2 separate regions of the Gossypium hirsutum genome follow, and region 2 is linked to region 1. The links are chromatin contacts, called in public Hi-C maps. All regions are on one chromosome and are shown on one strand. Each heading gives the region's core, a stretch centred on a gene start, on an enhancer-like site or on the middle of the called end of the contact. The rest is flanking DNA. Distances are from core to core; before and after follow the strand shown. Region 1 holds the start of LOC107886420. Region 2 holds the start of LOC107886311 (protein BRASSINAZOLE-RESISTANT 1).

Region 1 (2,581 bases), core at 35-2,534:
TCAACTCCAAGAACTTTTAGATTAGGGATTTATTCGACTAACTGTGTCACCTTGGGGGGCTCCAATGTTGTTTGTGAAAAAGAAAGCTTTGAGATTATGTATCGACTATCGACATTTGAATAAAGTCACCATAAAGAATAAGTATCCGCTACCTCATTTGACGATTTGTTTGATCAACTGAAGGGAACAACCTTATTTTCTAAGATGGATCTTTGGTCAATATATTATTAAGAAAGGACGAGGTCCCAGGCATTGAGTTAGTATCCAAGTTCTAGTTACATCACACACAATTGTGTAAGTGGAAGTTTTTGAATCATTTACAATTCTTTATTTGTCTCTGCATTGTAATGATTTGATTCTAGTTTATAGTTTCCCAAACATTTATTTATACTTGTAATTATATTCTATTATGCCATAAAAGACATTTTGCAAACCTTGAACAATTGGAAAAGGTCTTGAATACCCAGATTCGAGCCCCATTATGTGCAATTATATGCATGGGTTTCCGTGTCCCATCCTGTGCGGTTGCCATTTGCAGATTTTAGTTCAACTCATTGGCTTTAGTTTGGATTGTATCAGTTCTTAGTTCGTTTGTATTATAATAATTTGATTCTTCCTTATGACAACTTGGACAATTTATTTGTGCTATAATAATTTGATATTTGTGATTACTTGGACATGTATTTATATTGTATTTTTGTACATCTATACTATATTTAAGCATTATACTAAATTGGTGTTACCTTAATTGGGTCACCAACTTAGTTATGAAATTACATAAATACTCCTTTTAAATTATAATTAATATTATTATGATGACATTTTATCTTCTCATATTTTGGTACCATCTTTAAATAAAAGAATTAAAAATTAAAAATTCAAAGATCAAACACGTATATAATAATATTCAAATATAAATTTATTATTGCTTCACCTATATTGATTTAATATATAATATTTTTAAAAAAAAATAATTTTAATATAGAATTTTTTTCTATCGCGTGTGACAAAATCTAATATTTATATTATATACTTTAATTGTATTTATAACACTTATAAAAAATTAAAAAAAACATTAAAAAAATTTTCAATAGCATGAAAAGGAAAGAAAAATATATTAAAATAATTTTAGTGACGTTCAATAAAAATAATTTTAGAAGAAAATTTTGTACTATTATCATGTGTTTCCCATGACCAAAAGTATTTTCAAAAGTTTTTCTTAATTAATTCCTTCTTCCACGAGACATCTTAAAATTCGACCTAGATTAGAAATTTGATGGAAGGGCAATGAGGCCATTTTTCCATACCCACGTACTCCATTTTACTGCTAGTCAAACGGTCAACCCCCACAAAATAAAACCGCTCCTTGAAGAAAAAACCGCTAGTGGCGTTTTAGAAAATTTTCTCTACCTCACTGTAACGCATGATTGATGAGAAAACCATAACATCCTTACGTGGCATTCCTTAATTGGTCCATTTCGGTTTGTCGGGATTCCTAGCGGCACCAACCAATAAACAAAAACCAGTAACTCGTCTTTCTCTCACTAGAAAATGCTCTGTTTTTTCTTGTTTTCTTTCCCTCTCTGAATTGTGTTTTCTCTCTCTCTCTCTCTCTCTCTCTCTCTCTCTCTCTCTCTCTATTTCTTCTCCACAAAAATCCCATATTTTTTTCTTAATCTCTCTCTCCTTTGCTTACGATAATAACATATACGTATTCACCAATGCATGATCTTCCGATCCAATGTAATTTTGATCCTTAGCTTTGAATTTTTTACCGAGTTTGACCCACCTGATTGACTCACTGAGTTGGGGCTTCTTTTTGTTGGAGAAACTATGTTGGAGGCAATGGAGAGTTCCGTCAATGGCGGGGGTTTCTCGCAGTTTCAGAGCTGCGGAGACAGTAGTGAAGAAGAGCTCTCGGTTCTGCCACGTCATACTAAGGTGGTTGTCACCGGGAATAACCGTACTAAATCTGTGCTCGTTGGTCTTCAAGGCGTGGTCAAGAAGGCTGTTGGACTTGGCGGGTGGCATTGGCTGGTAATTCTTTGTTTTTTTTTTTTTCAGTTTTGGTGGAAAATGGGTTCTGCTGCTTGATCTGGAAATTGGTTCCTCTTGATTTTTTTCTTTATAATGTTGATTTTTTTTTCAAGATCAAGTCAATTTAATTTTGAAATTTTAAGGTAATGTGGATTCAATTGGAAGTTTTTATTTTTATGATTAAATGTTTGCTAGTAAAGCTTTTGGTTCACTACATGAATTCATATCTTTTTGGGTGATTTTGCATTAAATAATCTCTCTAAAACAATTAAATGTCCTGTTTTATAAGTTTTTTTTTGAATAAAACTGCAAATTTTAAACAATCTCTCTATATTTGCTTGAATTTGATCGGTATCATTATATCAAATAAAAACAATGACATTTTACCTCTCACAAAATACAAATTTGAGGTTTTGGATGTGGGTTTTGATTGCATGTAAGTGTTCGTCCCTGGATCTGGAATTTTTAATTATTTTACCTAATGTATGATGCTATTCTGGATTGTTACAATGGATTTTTATTTTTCTGGATTTTTAGTCAATTT
Region 2 (2,581 bases), core at 34-2,533, 210 kb before region 1:
ACATACATTTAGTATCCTACTCAGATCAGTCTATCATAATATATAGCATGAAAAATAAAAAGGACTAAATTACTACTGTATATAAATGATACTTGTACTTTTCTTTATATGAAAAGATAATGTCTAAATTTCAGTTTTAATTCTCTACTCTTTTGAGATTATATAAGAATGATTAAAATTTAGTTTTGATCCCTATTTTTTGCTCAAATTTAAAATCTAATCTTTATACTTTAATTTTGACATAATTTAGTACCTTGATCCTTATAATATTTTTTGTGAGTCTAAATATTTTATTATGATTAAAATCCTTTTGTGAAATTTTAAGAATTGTAACACTATTAAATTTAGATACATTACAATGTCATTTTTTGTTACATAGATACCAAATGAGTAACTTTTTTTTAATTTCAAAATGTCATAATAACAAATTTAATAAAAGAATTATAACAATGTTAACAAATAAACCTATTTTTTTATTTTAAAAAATAGAAAGACTAAATTCCTAGAAATAAAATTATGAAAATTAAATTTCAAATATAATAAGAATGCATATTATAATATTTACATCTTCACTTTATAATTTAGCCAATAAATAACATACTAAAACCTATAAATAAAAGGACCTTCCTCATGAAGACAAGTGTCACACGCCCCCAGCTTCTTTTCTTTTTCCTTTTTCATTTTATGAAAGATAGTTAATTTTTAATTTTCGTGTTTGCTTAAATTTAATATTTAATTATTATTCTTTAATTTTTATCCTAATATTATTTAGTTATATATAATTTGAAGACGGATTTTTACATTCATAAAATTAAACGATTAGATTTTTGAAAATAAAAGTTGGAGGGCTAAATTCTAAGTATACTAAGTGTAGAGGTTTAGAGTCATAGTTGTGTTAAACTAATTGAACTCAGTTTGGAGAGAGACATCAAATTGATTGACCCACAAATTGGTATAAACCGATAAAATTAAGCTAAAAATCAAGTTGAATTAATTTTTTTTTATGTTTTTCAGTGATGTATTTAATCGAAGCATACGAAGTAGTGGTTCTAAAAATTTTGGTTAGAGAATATTTAATTTTCAAATTTTAATTAATTAAAAAGCTTGAAATAGATGAGGTTAAAGCATATAAAATAAATATTGATTAAAAAGATATATGTATCCTTACTTGGTGAAATAGAGACAAGGCCTGATTCATTGTGGGTTGCATTTGTCTTTGAGCCCAACACACACCTCTCTGAGTGAATGAATTCTTTTCTATTTTGTAAAACGGGCTTGGATCTGATGCCCTCCATCACCATTTATAGACTGTGTAATGTAATTTCCCTCCCCTTTTCGTCGTATTCATTTGGGTCTGAAACCGAGACACCCAAAGATTCTTTCTTCTTTTAACGTTTTTTTTTTTTGTTTCCACCCAAGCTAAAGCGTATTCCTCGTGACTCGTGATCTTCTCCACTTCTTCCTTCTTTTTCTTTGTTTGGTGTTATAATCCTCTACAACGCACCTTCACGCCGGAGAGAGAGGGAGAGATGACATCGGATGGGGCGACGTCGACGCCGGCTCCAAGGAGGAAACCGTCGTGGAGGGAGAGGGAGAATAACAGGAGGAGAGAAAGGAGGAGAAGAGCCATTGCTGCTAAGATTTATACTGGCCTTAGAGCTCAAGGGAACTACAATTTGCCCAAGCACTGTGATAACAATGAGGTCCTCAAGGCTCTTTGTTCCGAGGCTGGTTGGGTCGTAGAAGATGATGGCACTACTTATCGCAAGGTTTCGTACTTACCCTTCTCTTCTTTTCACAATCTTAGATCTCTGTGAAAGAAACTGCATTCTTTTTTATAACTTCAATGCTCATTTGTTTGTGCTAATTCATGTTGGATCTAGTTCTTTTTTCTTTTTCTTTATTTTTTTTAAATTGCTTTCCGGGCTTTTTCCTTTCCCTTGATCTGTTCGGTTTCAGTTTGATATTGATTTTGATTTTGTTGAGTTGGAGTTTTTATGGTGCTGATAAATTCTGGGTTTTAATTGAAATTGTTTGTTCAGGGATGTAAGCCACCTCCAATAGATATAGGTGGAAGCTCAAGTAAGATTACCCTATTTTCATCCCAAAATCCAAGTCCATTATCATCTGCATTTCCAAGTCCAATTCCTTCATGTCAAGTCAGTCCTTCCTCCTCTTCCTACCCTAGTCCCACTAGGTTTGATGCTAATAACCCCTCTACTCTCCTTCCCTTCCTTCGAAACGCCATTCCTTCATCTCTGCCTCCACTCAGAATCTCAAACAGTGCCCCTGTTACACCCCCACTTTCATCTCCTACCTCAAGAAATCCTAAGCCCCTTCCCAACTGGGAAACCATCGCAAAGGAATCCATGGCCTCTTTTAACTACCCTTTTTATGCTGTTTCTGCCCCAGCTAGTCCTACCCACCGTCATTTTCATGCCCCGGCTACTATACCGGAATGTGATGAATCCGATACATCTACGGTTGAATCTGGACAATGGATAAGCTTTCAAAAGTTTGCACCTTCTACATCTCAAGTGCCGACTTCTCCAACTTTTTTTAAACTTGTGAAACCTTTGCC

What was found. A called contact is a pair of places that touch in the nucleus more often than the background predicts.
Region 2: a Hi-C map of leaf shows a contact between it and region 1, with 2.4 times the contacts expected there. The contact joins the promoter of LOC107886311 here to the promoter of LOC107886420 in region 1. A contact is called at or near these places in 10 of 34 Hi-C or Micro-C datasets (anther, callus, hypocotyl and 2 more).

What each region holds. Positions count from the first base shown.
Region 1 is chrA03:80,965,962-80,968,542 of Gossypium_hirsutum_v2.1, reverse strand. It overlaps LOC107886420, which reads left to right and starts at 1,284. Exons shown (of 6, transcript XM_016810373.2): 1 at 1,284-2,037. The coding sequence starts at 1,834.
Region 2 is chrA03:81,178,750-81,181,330 of Gossypium_hirsutum_v2.1, reverse strand. LOC107886311 (protein BRASSINAZOLE-RESISTANT 1) reads left to right here and starts at 1,283. Exons shown (of 2, transcript XM_016810210.2): 1 at 1,283-1,769; 2 at 2,043-2,581. The coding sequence starts at 1,530.